Regions from separate parts of the Macaca mulatta genome. Here regions 2 and 3 are each linked to region 1. A link is a contact called in public Hi-C data. All regions are on one chromosome and are shown on one strand. The core of a region is the stretch at or near the end of the contact, and the rest is flanking DNA. Distances in the headings are between cores, read along the strand shown. Region 1 holds the start of ZNF514 (zinc finger protein 514). Region 2 holds the start of MRPS5 (mitochondrial ribosomal protein S5). Region 3 holds the start of ZNF892 (zinc finger protein 892).

What was found. A called contact is a pair of places that touch in the nucleus more often than the background predicts.
Region 2: a Hi-C map of cortical neurons shows a contact between it and region 1, with 2.6 times the contacts expected there. The contact joins the promoter of MRPS5 here to the promoter of ZNF514 in region 1. A contact is called at or near these places in 3 of 14 Hi-C or Micro-C datasets (CD4 T cells, cortical neurons and fetal cortex germinal zone).
Region 3: a Hi-C map of blood shows a contact between it and region 1, with 2.4 times the contacts expected there. The contact joins the promoter of ZNF892 here to the promoter of ZNF514 in region 1. A contact is called at or near these places in 4 of 14 Hi-C or Micro-C datasets (CD4 T cells, blood, cortical neurons and 1 more).

The regions. Positions count from the first base shown.
Region 1 is chr13:4,528,904-4,533,776 of T2T-MMU8v2.0, forward strand. ZNF514 (zinc finger protein 514) reads right to left here and starts at 2,422. Exons shown (of 6, transcript XM_077958799.1): 1 at 1,749-2,422. All of the region lies in intron 1 of ZNF2 (zinc finger protein 2), which reads left to right.
Region 2 is chr13:4,479,094-4,483,966 of T2T-MMU8v2.0, forward strand. MRPS5 (mitochondrial ribosomal protein S5) reads right to left here and starts at 2,040. Exons shown (of 11, transcript XM_077958801.1): 1 at 1,968-2,040. The coding sequence starts at 2,025.
Region 3 is chr13:4,571,601-4,576,473 of T2T-MMU8v2.0, forward strand. It overlaps ZNF892 (zinc finger protein 892), which reads left to right and starts at 2,678. Exons shown (of 6, transcript XM_077958798.1): 1 at 2,678-2,755; 2 at 3,796-3,884. It overlaps LOC144333981, which reads right to left and starts at 2,802. Exons shown (of 3, transcript XM_077960225.1): 1 at 2,273-2,802. The coding sequence starts at 2,802.

The DNA of each region.
Region 1 (4,873 bases), core at 1,172-3,671:
CGGCCTGGATGACAGAGCCAGAGCATGTCTCAAAAAATAAAATGTGGCCGGGCGCCGTGGCTCAAGCCTGTAATCCCAGCACTTTGGGAGGCCGAGACGGGCAGATCACGAGGTCAGGAGATCGAGACCATCCTGGCTAACACGATGAAACCCCGTCTCTACTAAAAAATACAAAAAACTAGCCGGGCGCGGTGGCAGGCGCCTGTAGTCCCAGCTACTCGGGAGGCTGAGGCAGGAGAATGGCGTAAACCCGGGAGGCGGAGCTTGCAGTGAGCTGAGATCCGGCCACTGCACTCCAGCCTGGGCGACAGAGCGAGACTCCGTCTCAAAAAAAAAATAAAATAAAAATAAAATAAAATAAAATAAAATGAGAGCTAGAATTCTGAGAATCGAGCAACAAACCTGACTTTGAGGCCGCTAAATCCTAGAGAATACAAACTTCCACTTTGGCAGCTACATGGAAGCAGTAAAGACAAAGCCTAAGGCCTGCCAGTGGGTGCAGAATATTCTAGAAAGAAACACTTTCAGGACCCCAGTTTCCACCCTCAGTATAAAGCTAAATAAATAATAAGGCCGGGCATGGTGGCTCAAGCCTGTAATCCCAGCACTTTGGGAGGCCAAGACGGGCGGATCACGAGGTCAGGAGATCAAGACCATCCTGGCTAACACGGTGAAACCCCGTCTCTACTAAAAAAAAATACAAAAAACTAGCCGGGCGAGGTGGCGGGCGCCTGTAGTCCCAGCTACTCGGGAGGCTGAGGCAGGAGAATGGCGTAAACCCGAAAGGCGGAGCTTGCAGTGAGCTGAGATCCGGCCACTGCACTTCAGCCTGGGCGACAGAGGGAGATTCTGTCTCAAAAAAAAAGCTAAATAAATAATAAAAACCACCACACAGAATGGAACAAAAAGAAAATATTTCTCTTGTGGATGTTGTGACTTTAATCAAGCTCTAATTTTCTAGGAAGGTCCAAACCCGTTAGTACAACACAAAGTCAGCCACAACCTGGCCTTACCTCAAGATAGTTATTGGCCCCTAAACCTCATCCACAAGCCATTCACTTTGCTACAAATTCTTTTCACTTTTATCCTCTAGACTGTGCCTTTGCAGGTGCTATTCTCTGTTTAGATCACACTTCTTTTTCTTAATTACTTTAAGTACACCAATTATAGGAATCCTTTCCCACCTTTCCCAACCATAGTTAATAGCTTCCTTCCTCCATTGTACTCTCATAGTATGCCGAGGGGTGACATAATTGTAGAACATACTGCCTCTATTGTGATTTTTTCCATTGGACCAAGAGTTCATTTGGGTCAGTAACTTACTCAACCGTGCCTTGCCTATGGTGAGCAATTAGGATTTTTTTGAATGAAAGTGTAGTCTTATGGAGATGCAGAGTAGAAGGATGATTAACAGAGACTGGGAAGGGTTGGTGGGGTGGGGAAGTGGGGCTAGTTAATAGGTACAAAAATAGAATAAGAAATAGTATAACTAGTATTTGATAGCACATCGGAGTAACTACAGCCAATAATATTGAACATTTTAAAGTAATTAAAGGAATATAACTGAATTGTTTGTAATACAAAGGATAAATGCTTGAGGTAATGGACATCCCATTTATCCTGATGAGGTTATTACGTATTGCATGCCTGTGTCAAAATATCTCAGGTGGCCCATAAATGTTTACAACTACTGTGTACCCCAAAAAAACTTAAAAAAAAAAAAAAAAAAAAACTAACTAAGTATTAACCTGGAAAAATGTAGTTTTGTTCCTGAAGTAGGATTTTATCATATTCTTTGTAATTTTCAGTCTTCCCGGAGCTATAGCTCAATAGTTCTTAGCTTTAGCTGCACGTTAGAGTCACCTGCAGCTCTTTGCAAACTTTCGCTCCACAGCTGGGCCTCAGGCATCAATGTCTAAAGCTCTCCGGGTGATCTTAGCTTGCAGCCAGCGCCCTTCCAGCAACTCCAAGGCCGGCTGGTGTGAGCTCAAGCAGTCGGGAGTCGGACCAGCTGCACAGTTAATACATATATGTCCTAGGCTCTTCTCTCCTTCCAACGCAAATATGTGCATAGACCCTGCCTGGAACCGCAGCCCTGTTCTCACAACCAAACTGCCTCTCGGGCCAAAATTCCAGAATCAAATTTCTGCAAGTGGACAAACGGAAGCGGAAATAAGCCCTTTCCAACGCTAGATGACTCGATTTCGTCTCGGTCTTCCCCTGCCGGCTGGGCAGAGGCACCAGGATCAGACAGACACATTCCCTGTGGACGGCGCTCCCATCGGATGACTGGAGGGACTGGACACCAGGCGCAGGCAGTACTTCAGGGTGACCATAAGTCTCCCAAACATCCACAACGGCTCGCTCTCTCAGCTAAGGCGACAGCGCTGCCATTTTGGATCCTGTTCAGCCGCGCGAAGCCTGCGTTTGCACAGATTTCTGACGTCATATTAAGGCGCACCGGGCGCGCAGACTTCTGGGAGATGAAGTCCTTGCGAAGGCAGCGCATTGATTGGGAGCGCGGGCGCCAGGACCCTTTGCGCAGGCGCGTTGCTTACCCGACCTGAAGAGGCGCCGTCTTCCCGGGTCCCGAGCACTCTGTGCCGGAGGTGAGGGTTGTGGGTGTGTGTCTTCGAGGAGCGGACTGAGCGCAGCAGCTTAGAGACGGGACTTGAGAACTTTGGGGAGGTGCTGTGGGAGCAAAACGGGGTGACAAGGGCGAGGCCAGCAGAGAGTGTGTCGCGACGACTCGGTGCGGACGGAAAGTTGTGCACCCACCCCCGTGTGTGCGTGTGTCCCGTGGGGTCTGGGCACCCATTGTCTGTCGGTCCCGGACTTTCAGGTTGGAGGTTTGGAGTCTTCCTCCGCCTCTCCCGTTTCTTCTTCCCATAGTGGGTGCTTAATGAACGTGGGTGGAATTGACACCAAATTTAGGGTGCTGCCCGCTCCCTCTTTCCTAGCAAGCGCCTCAGATTGCCTCATTTAGCTCCCTGCCCTGGGCCTCCGCACGAGTGCTGGAGGGCTTCATGGAGGAGGTGGGATTTGACGTGAAAAAAAAGAAAAAACCAGGAAAGCAGCAGCTAAGCGTTAGGCAGATTTGAGCTGGAGAGAATTTTTACAGAAATTTAGCAACAGTGATAGACAAGGTTGAAGAAAAGGTACGCTGGGAGCCAGGGCCCGGGACTCAGAGAATCAGGACAAGACCAGTAGGCAAGGTGGCTTGTATAGGTGTGATCCAGGGACTGACACGAATCAAACTATTTGGGGACAGTTGTTCTAGAGGTCACATTCAGGACTAGAGAGGGGAAAGGACCAGAAGCAGAGAGCCAGTTAGGGACGTATGGCAGTTTTGAAGTAAGCTGTTGTGGACCTGAATTCAGGTGGTGGTAGTGAAAGGGAAGGATACGGATGACATTGCAAAAGAAGAGTCAAAAGGGCCTGGTGACTAGATTTGGGAGGAAAGACAGTGAGGTAAGAGTTTGAGTTTGGGACACCTGGGAGAAGAATAAAACATCTGATACAAATGTAAAGCCAGGAAGAGGCGTGGATGTGGGGAATTGCCTAAAGGAAGATAATTTTGAGGTGATGGCGGAACGCCTAATTCAAGGTTTGCAGTCATTTGGAAATGCAGGATAAGTTTGGAAGAATGCAGTACAGTTGTACAATTACAATACAGTTACAGGACATGGACATCTGTAGAGTTGGAAAATGGAGCCCTGAGTGTGGATGGACTTTCTGAGGGATGGCAAAAATGAAGAAAGTACAAAGACTGAGCTATGGGCAGCATCCATGTTTCCAGGGCAAAAGTGGGGAAAAAGAGTCACACACAGACAGCAATTTTAGTGGTTGGAAGAAAGGCTAGTGCAGTATCATAGCAGTTACAGTAACCACTGGAACAAGCAGAAGCTTGTCAGAACAGTGAAAAGCTACAGAGAAATAGAGATAAGATCAGAAGTGCATTGGTAGGCCAGGCACAGTGGCTCATGCCTGTAATCCCAGCACTTTGGGAAGCCGAGGTGGGCAGATCACTTGAGGTCAGGAGTTCAAGACCAGCCTAGCCAACATGGTGAAACTCCATCTCTATAAAAATACAAAAATTAGCTGGGCATGATGGCGGGTGCCTGTAATCCCAGCTACTCAGGAGGCTTTGGTGGGAGAATCACTTGAACCTGAGAGGTAGAGGTTGCAGTGAGCTGAGATCATGCCATTGCACTTCAGCCTGGGTGACAAGAGTGAAACTCTGCCTCAAAATAAAAAAAGGTAGCTTTCAAGCATGCCCTTTCAGTTGTGTGAGGGGCAAAACTGAAAAACAGGGACTGGAGAAGAGTAAGTGGTGACAGTGTGGAGTCAGTAGGTTTGTATTACTCTCCAAAAAGTTTCATCATGAAAGAAAAGCTTAAATGAGAACTGTTTTGCTAGAAGGAGGTCATGGGATTCAGTGAAAATAGTTTCAGGTAGAGGAGGCTTGTATGTCTTTGAAGATGTCGAAAGAAAGTACTACTGGGGTGGAAAATGCTGGGGGGGCGGGGGAAAGACTAGGGGCCAGGCGTGGCAGCTCACGCCTGTAATCCCAGCACTTTGGGAGGCTGAGGCGGGTGGATCATGAGGTCAAGAGATTGAAACCATCCTGGCCAAAATGGTGAAACCCTGTCACTACTAAAAATACAAAAATTCTGTAATCCCAGCACTTTGGGAGGCCGAGACGGGCGAATCACGAGGTCAGGAGATCCAGACCATCCTGGCTAACCCGGTGAAACCCCGTCTCTACTAAAAAATACAAAAAACTAGCCGAGCGAGGTGGCGGGCGCCTGTAGTCCCAGCTACTCGGGAGGCTGAGGCAGGAGAATGGCGTGAACCCGGGAGGCGGAGCTTG
Region 2 (4,873 bases), core at 790-3,289, 50 kb before region 1:
GGGGTAAGAATCTGTCTCAAAAAAAAAAAAAAAAACACGAAAAAACAAAAATAAAAAATAAAAAAAAAAAACCCACATCCACTAAGATGGTTATAATCAAAAAGACAGACATTAAGTGCTGGCAAGGAAGTAGAGAAATTGGAAGCCTCATATACTGCTAGTGGGAATGTAAAATGGTGCAGCTTTGGAAAACAGTTTAGCAGTTCCTTGACACCTAAACCTATGTTTCAGCATGGTGGCTCACACCTATAATCCCAGCACTTTGGGAGGCTGAGGCGGGAGGATTGCCTGTGCCCATGAGTTAGAGACCAGCCTCGGCAACATAATGAGACCCACTCTACAAAAAATAAAGAAAAACTAGCCGGGCATGGTGGCATGCACCTGTAGTCCCAACTACTCGGCAGGCAGAGGTGGGAGGATGGATTAAGCCCAGGAGATGGAGGCGGCAGTGAGCCATGATCGTGCCACTGCACTCCAGCCAGGGCGAGAGAAGGGAGTTAAAGAAACAGCAATTACAATCCTAAGTATATACCCAACAGAAATAAAAATATACTTGCAAAAACATTGCACACAAATGTTTCTAGCAAAATAGGCCTAAGAGCCAAAAGGTGGAAACAACTCAAATGTTCAACTGATGAGCAGATAAACAAAATGTGGTATTCATACAGTAAAGTCTTGCTACAGAGAGAGGGAAAGCACATCAGTGGTTGTGCTGGAGGCCAACGGGAAGCTGGGAAGTGACAGCTAAAAGGCACAGGTTTTCTTTTTGTAGTGGTTATAATGGCTGCATTGCTCTGGTGATATACTAAAAACCACTGAAATGTACACTTTAAATGGATTCATTGTATGGTATGTGAATTATGTCTCAACAAGGAAGCTGTTACCAAAAACAAAAAACAGGCTTTGGAGCCAGGTGATATGGATGCAAAAACCTGATGTCCACCTAGCCTAACCTTAAGCAAGTTTCTCAATCTATGTGCCTTAACTCCCTCATCTGTAAAATGGGAATAGCAGTACATACCTCATGAAGACATTGCGAAGATATGGTGAGGAAAATGAAGGAAAGCTACAACAGCTAGGAGCTATTTGAACAGGGCCTTGAAAAAGGAGGAGACAGCCGGGTGCGGTGGCTCACGCCTGTAATCCCAGCACTTTGGGAGGCCGAGGCGGGTGGATCATGAGGTCAGGAGTTCGAGGTCAGCATGACGAACATGGTGAAACCCCGTCTCTACTAAAAATACAAAAATTAGCCGAGCGTGGTGGCGGGCGCCTGTAGTCCCAGCTACTCAGGAGGCTGAGGGAGGAGAATCGCTTGAACCCGGGAGATGGAGGTTGCAGTGGGCGGAGATCGCGCCATTGCACTCCAGCCGGGCGACAGAGTAAGACTGTCTCAAAAACAAAAACAAACAAACAAAAAAACAAAGGAGAAGACGGAGACAACATGGACAAAAGAATGTTCAAGTCAGATTTTCTGCCAAATGACTTCAGGTTAAAGACTGCCGCTAAATGAGTTTTAAAATACACATATTCGGGCTTTAGCGGTCTTCGGATTTCGAAACTACAAACGCTGGATTGTGGACTTCCAGTAAAATTGAGCAAACAGAAAATGCAAAGTCAACCACGGAGCGTTTCCTAGAGATAAACGTTACGCCGGAGGACAAACCCAGGCCGACATCCAACGACCCCGGGGGTCGCACGCGTGCCAGTTCCCGCTCCTCTTCGCCAAGCACGCTCAATGGGTTTTGGGAACTGGGAAGAACCTTGGAGAACGACGTCCAGTTCCCCCTCATTTGACAGACAGGAGCTCCGCGACCCAGAGACGGAGGGGACGCGCCCAAGGTCACACAGCGGCTCCGGGGTAGGTGGAAGCACGGCGTGCGGAGACGGCGGCCGCGGCTTCCCGCTTCCCTCCGCCCGGGCTTCTCCAGGCCCCAGACGAGCCCCGCTCCCGGCGTCCCAGCTCTCACCTGCCGTCCCGCTACACAGCGCGGGCAGCCGGCCCACAACACGCGCCGCGGTCGCCATGCTGGAGCCCGAGCCTCGCCTCGGCCCCCGCCCAGAGCAGCCTCGCCCACCGCCTGCCGCGACTGCTCCTCGTCAAACGGCGAGCCTTGGGCCGCAGCGGAATTCCTGAGGCCCGAGTCCACGCAGCAGCGCAGGCCGGGGTGAGGCACTGTCCGGACGGGACACACGGCAGGCGGAGCCCGGCGCGGCCGCGGACAGCCCCGCGGGAGCCTCGCGTTAGGACCCGAGGGCTGGGCTTGGGCGGGCGGCCGGGCGGGGGCGGGGCTTGGACGGGGGGACGAGCGGCCGGGCGGGGGCGGGGCTTGGACGGGGGGACGGGCGGCCGGGCGGGGGCGGGGCTAGCTCGCGCCTGCGGCGCCGGAGAGAGAGCGCAACCGGCCGGGTGAATTTGGCTGCTTGTGCAGGGGCGCTCTGGAGGGGTCCGCTGGCGGGGGACCCTCGGGCTTACCAGAGCTGGCACTGCGGACGCCTGCGAGGTTCACAGAAGCACCGAAGGGGTCCAAGTGCAATGAGGATCCAAGGGATGAATAAGACGAGGAACGTAGAGGTGTTCATCCCCAACTCCAGGAAAGCTCTGAGTTTCATTAGATTAAGCACTTAAATGACCTGCATTTCACACACACTTGTGGATTCATACTGATTTTAACGTTTGGTCACACATGTGTATCTCAGCCCCGGGTCACGGTTTTTTTATTGCCTCCATACCATCTACGTCTACTCAAGTGACCCACACACCTGCAACACAGCAGGGCACAATGTCTTGTAAGAGGGTAGCCTGCTCAGATAAACGTCTGGTTTTCAAGTCTAGCATAAAATTTTTCAAACATACAGAAGAGTAAAATTACTGACAAGCTAGAGTTAAAGATTATCAAGAGGAACACAGTTGTTTCATCTACTATTTTCCCATTTTCTTTGCTGAAATAGACAACTTATTTCACTCCAGGTTATTTTGATGCACACCATTTTCAACAGACCTTTTACATCTTGAGTTGGCGAAATTAAGAGAAAAGAGATTCATTACACCTATGTGTAAAGCCAACTGCTTCAGCATATTTGGGAACATGGTAAGACCAGCTAATTCCACGAGCAAGGACCTACTGTCACACTTCATTTGCTGTGGAGTGAGTTCCTAGGTCAGAGGCAACAGTGTGTGAAATAATTATTAAGTCCAAGGACAGTTGTTTTGGCAGACGCACGGTGGGCAGGAATAGCAAATCCATATCCAGAGTGTCTATTCCAGTCAGAACAAGTGCTGCCCCTTCCATGGTCCAATGTAATCAACCTAGAGCCAGAGAGCTTGCTGAGCCCCCAGAAGTGCTGCTGTATCAGGAGCTGTAGCCAGATTGACTGGCGAGTGAAACTCCACATTGACCCCATGTGTAACCTCCATCCCTAGCCCTTTATTCATGAGTCCATTTGGCTAGGTAAAGAGGCTGACTGACATCCACAAAATGGATTATTCTATCCACCTCATTAAAATCCTCTGTGGAGGTCACCCTTTGATAAGCACTCATGTGGGAAATAATTATCTTCACATTCTGGGCCGAAGTCCATCCACATACGTGTTCCCTAGACGTCCTTGTCACCAACTTCCTAATTATGTTCCTCTCAAGTACTGACCATCCAGCCAAGCCATTAGCCACTGCTCATGAAAAAGTATAGATCTATACTTCCAACCAGGCAAAATGAACAACCAGGTACACTACTCTTATCTTCTTCCCACTGGGAGGATCTCCCTTCACTGCCATCCTTCAGAAGCATCCCAGAGTGGGATTGCAGTACTGCAGCTGTCCACTTTCAGGTGATACCAGCAGATCATGCAGAACCATGAGTAAACCAAGCCCAAGAGTTTTCTTCTTCAGGCAACTGGTCATAGGTAATTCCTCATGAAGCTGTGGGTAGGGGTTGAGAGAAGATCATGTAGCTTGCATGTTCAGGTCCTACTCCAGTTCAGTTTCATATGTACCATTTCCATTCGATGATGGAGTGTTGCTGTGCACGCACAACTTTATGGCTTGGTGATCATACAACAGCCAGTTCATGATGAGCAGCTTAAACTGCATGGTAAGTTGCTGGTCGATGGTCACGCCTTCAGACTCTGTTAAGGCCCAAAACCAGTTTGGTTTTGATTACTTAGTCATTTGTTTCTAACTTTTAAATTTGAAATAATTACAGATTCAAAGATACAGATAGGAAGTTGCAAAAATAGTACGGAGAAGTCCCACGTATCCTTAACTCAGTTTCCCCAAATGGTACAACTTACGTAACTATAGTACAACATCAAAACCAGGAAGCTGACATCGGTACAATCCATAGAGTTTATTTAGATTTTATGAGTTTTACATACTCATTTGTGTGTGTGTGTGTAGTTCTATGCAATTATGTCACATGTAGATTTCTGTAACCAGCACCACAATAGAGATACAGAACTGTTTCTATCTCCAAGACTACTTGTGCTTCTCCCTTCAAGTCAAACCCACCCCCTCTTCTATCCTCTCCTCCACCATCTCTAACCCTTGGCAACCACTAATCTGTTTCTCATCTCTATAATTTTATCATTTGAGAACATTATATAAATGGAATCATATAATACATATAATACATGATCTCGGCTCACTGCAAACTCCCCCTCCCAAGTTCAAGCGATTCTCCTGCGTCAGCCTCCTGAGTAGCTGGGATTACAGGCCTGTGCCACCATGCCCAGCTTTTTTTCAGTCAGCATAATACCCTTGATGTCTATCCAAGTTGTTCCATGTACCAATAGTTTCTTCCTTTACATTGCTGAGTAGTATTCCATGGCACTACCATTTGTTTAACCATTCACCCGTTGTAGGACATTTAGTTTGTC
Region 3 (4,873 bases), core at 1,428-3,927, 43 kb after region 1:
GCAGTAGGTGATACAGTCTAGGTTGTTTTTTTTTTTTTTTGAGACGGAGTCTCGCTTTGTAGCCCAGGCTGGAGTGCAGTGGCCGGATCTCAGCTCACTGCAAGCTCCGCCTCCCGGGTTCCCGCCATTCTCCTGCCTCAGCCTCCCGAGTAGCTGGGACCACAGGCGCCGCCACCTCGCCCGGCTAGTTTTTTTTGTGTGTGTTTTTAGTAGAGACGGGGTTTCACCGTGTTAGCCAGGATGGTCTTGATCTCCTGACCTTGTGATCCGCCCGTCTCGGCCTCCCAAAGTGCTGGGATTACAGGCTTGAGCCACCGCGCCCGGCCAGTCTAGGTTTTCATAAATACATTCTATGATGTTCACACAAGAACAAAATCACCTAAAAATTCATTTCTCCGAGGGTATCCTGGTTGTTAAGCGATGCATGACTGTTGTTTGGAAAACACTGGTTTAGAGGTGGGGAGAAGAGGAAATACCTAATGAGATTGAGAAAAAGTGACCAGTCAAGGAGGAAGAAAACCAGAAAGTATTTCCAGGAGCAGGGAGCAGCCAAGTGTTATCACCTATTAATAAAGTAAGATGAGGACTGACAATTGACGTGGTAACAAAGAAGGGATATCTGTGATGGGGATGGTTAGCAACAAGAAGAAAGGGGTGCTCCAGACACATTGAAACCAGCCCAATAGTCCTATAGACTTTATTTTGGATAAACATAGAAAGTGATTTTTTTTTTTTTTTGAGACAGAGTCTCGCTCTGTTGCCCAGGTTGGAGTGCGCTGGCATGATCTCGGCTTACTGCAACCTCCGCCTCCTGGGTTCAAGCGATTCTCCTGCCTCAGCCTCCCGAGTAGCTGGGATTACAGGCGTGTGCCACCAGGCCTGGCTAATTTTTCTATTTTTAGTAGAGATGGGGTTTCACCATGTTGGCCAAGCTGGTCTTGAACTCCTGACCTCAAGTGATCCACCCGCCTCGGCCTCCCAAAGTGCTGGAATTACAGACATGAGCCACCGTGCCCGGCAGACTCTCTGGTTTTAAAGTTTGAAGCTTATACTTGTTTTATCATAGTTCCTTCCTCAGGAAAGATCCTCAGGCCTCTCAAAAAAGTATCAAAAGGTGATTCTGAGAGAGCATTTGATGAAAAAAAAAAGTATCAAAGAACTGAAACACACCAGATGACGGCATCCAGACAAGGATACACCAGACCCCTCCTCATCATGATTGCTTCCTTATGTCTCCCTCATTCCTGTTCCCCCCACACAGTCACATTTCTTCCCTGCTATATAGACCCCTGGTTTTTGTAGGTCAGGGAGATGGATTTGCAGCTGGTCTCCCATCTCCTTGGCTGCAGCACCTGACTAAAGCCTTCTTCCTTGGCAATACTCCTCTCAGTGATTGGCTTTTTTGTGCAGCAAGCTGCAGGGCCTAGACCTTATCCCTGGGGTTTCCGTAACAACATCAGCAAGTGGTGTCTTTCATAGGAAGCATCTTCTGAAGGAAACTGACCATCCTGTATCTCCTGTAGAGAGAAGAGTGGGGAGACTCCCTTTGGCTGCCATTTGAGCTGGCACGGCTGTGTCTCTACCACATGTCCTTTATCCCCACCAGCCCTAGCTGCCTGTACCAAATATAGCCAATCTATGGACCAGTTAGAGATACGTGCGGTTATCTGTGCAGAAGAAACCCAAAATAATAGTGGCTTATACAAAATAGAAGTCTGCATCTCTCTCATGCTAAAGCCCAAGCTCTGTTCCAACAAATTACTCGGGGCTCCGTTCCTTCTACCTTGTTGGTTTACCATCCCTCGGTTGTGACCTAGTTCACAGGGCCCATGATGATTCACTATGTTCCAGGCAGCAGGGGCTGGGAGTGCTGGGGAGGGCAAGAGCAGGAATAATGATAAGCCTTGGGAAGCCTTGAGCCTGTCTAAAAATTGGAGATTCTGTTGGAGAAAGGTCAATTGGACATTGTGGCTTGTATCCAAACAAGCACATCGCTAACTAGATTTTCTCTTGGGAATCGGAACTGGACAGAAACCTGGCACTTTAACGTGGGAAGGTAAGTGAAAACACGGCCTAACCTGAAGACCCGCCCACCCCTAGAGCTCCTGGGGAGTCTGCAGGACCTCCAGGCTCCAGCCTCCCTGGGGCAGCAGCACTAGTTTACTGGTTCTTCTTGGAGACGTGGCTGTTGTTGGGGTTGAGGTGATTTCGGGATTGAAATTCCATTTTTCTTTATTCCGAGGTGCAATATGGAACAAACATCCCTGCTTACTTTAAACTGAGATCCCCTCTGTGCCCGCCGCGAAGGGCCGATGCATGGAGGCGCAGCAGCAGGGACGCCGCCGGGCGCCTCCCCTCTGAGGGAGCACCGCAGCCCGGGAAGGATCCCACGTGGGTCAGGGGCGCGCCCTCCGCCGTCACCGTAGCGGGGACGCGAAAGTCCCACGCCAGGCGGGGTTTGGCGCGTCCGCCGCCCACAGTCGGCACTGAGGGACTAGCGGCCCTTCGACAGCCACTGGCAGGGATTCGCCAGCTGCCGAACGCTCCTGCAGGACGGTCAGGCGCGCGCGGCGCCAAGAAACGCAGCCCCGGGCGCAGGAGGCCGCGGGGTCCTCTGGGAAGCGGCGTTGGGCGTGACGGCCGCCAGCCGCGCCCCGCGGAGGATTCTGGGAGTGGTAGTCCGGCCTCACAGTTGGCCGGCGCTAGGCTTCGCAGCCGGCGGTTAGATGCCTTTGTAGTCGGGCTCCGCTTGCCGGTGTGTGGCTGGAGGTCGAACCCACGGGGGAGGAGGGCTGAGCGCATCCCCTTTCAGTCTGAGTGCCCGGGAGGAGGGTGGCGGGAGGACCACCGGGTGGGGGCGCCGGGCCGCCAGCGCGTGCTGCGTTCCGGGCCTCTTGGGGAACGCGAGCGGCGGACCCCCGGCCCCTTCCCCCGCGGCGTTGCCTCCAGCGCGGGCTGGAGGAAGGAGTCTCCATGGAACCTGGGGGCAGAGGTGAGGATTTGGGAGTGAGGCGGCCTTGGTGCCCGCTGGAGAGGGAGAAAGGGAGAAAGTGTGGGGCAGGCTCAGGAAGGAGTAGCGTCACGAGCCCCTTCCCGCTGGCCGGTCTCACGTGGGGTTTTGAGGGACAACCCGCCACTTCCATTGCCCTCCTGGTCTGTAGGCGCTGGACGCCTCCCTTGCCCAAGGGAAGATATCAACGCATCTGAAGTTTGGCTTTTGATAATGACTTGTCTTTTGATGTTAGAGGAGCCCCATAAGGCAGTAGGAAGGGACTATCTGACCCTTTTGGAAGGAAGGGAAGGCGGGGATTTGAGAAGTCACGGAGTTTGTTTACAATCTTGGTTTGTTTTTGCTGGTGGTGGTGGTTCTTCCGTAAGACCCATCGCTTTTCTGAGTCAGTCGGTATTGTATCAATATCTGAAAAGCCAATGTTCAAAAAGAATTTAACTCGTCTTCGTTCATCCTGGGAGCCTGAAATACAACAGAGGTGAATCACTGAGGCATGGACATACAAAGACTTGGAGTATTATTTTGACTACTTAGCACATGCAAGATAAAAATATGTTTAATTTATATGTCTAGATGCTCAGTCTGCTGGAGTTTAAGGGCAGAGGAGAACAGGAGGAGCCTGAGGCAGCAATGGTCAAGACTGTCTTGATTAAAGGATATTATGCGATTGTCCTTTGGTTCCCAGTGTTGACTCTTCTTAGATGACAACTAGCTGGTGTGTGGCACTTCCTCCTAGTTTATTGCAAGGAAAGAGTAATCGTCATGGCTCCTGTCTCCTCTTTTAGGATCACTTTTTGAGGACTCAGACCTTCTCCATGCTGGAAACCCAAAAGAAAATGACGTAACTGCTGTGCTGCTGACCCCTGGGTCCCAAGTAAGTTTAGATTTCTTCTTTTTTTTTTCCTTCTGTTCTCAGAGCAAGGATATGTTTCCTTCCATTGTTACGGAATTGCTCAGCCCTGATTCCTAGACCACTGGGTTCATCCTGATAAACTGATGACTGAGGAACCCCACAGGAAGTGGTCTTCGGTTGTGCAGGACTCTCTTCCCAGCGTTGCTTTCTGTCTACCCACTGAATGTTTGCTGCACACACACTCAGTACTGTAATTGGCCTTGGTGAGTTGCAAAGAAGTAAAAGCCACTTGCTCCTGCATCGTGGAGTTTACTAAGGCAGTGAGAGATATATAGATAAAATAAACATGAGGAAATAGATATTTTTTAAACATAGAAATGATTGGTCCAGACAAGTCGTAAAAGTCTCTGAAAGAGATTTTTTAAAAATCATCTGTTTGGGAGAAGTGTGGGATAAAAACTGTACTTTGAAAAACAAGAGAGATTGGGTAGTCGGAGGGCAGAATAAGGGAATATTCCAAGAGAGAACAGCGTTGGCCAAAAAAAGAAAAAAAAAGTCTTCAAATGATGAGGGAGTTGGAGGTCTTTCAAGGATGTGTGGATGTGTGAGTCGCTGTGGGGTGACCTAAACTGTGGTGAGGGAAGCTTGGCTGTGTTGTACCCAGACCCCAGGACAATCTACACTCAGTCTTATTCCAGAGGTAAATGACAGCCCCATGAAGGTTTTTAGAGGCCCAGCAGGACGAAACATGCCGTAGCTGATTGGAGAGAGAAGATTCGTAAAGATGCTTCTGTAAGATCTGGCCAAGACAGTGGGAGATGGCAGACCCTTTGGTTCAGGTGCTGGGACTCTTTGTTTCCATCACACCAGGCCTAAGCATACAGGTACTGATGATCCTTATAAAACCATAGGAGAAAATGCCAGTATTGATTTTGATCTGTGAATTTGTAGATGGCGTTCAGAGAGATGAGGGGAGAGAAAGTCAGTAGCGCCTGCTGACAGTGTCTGAT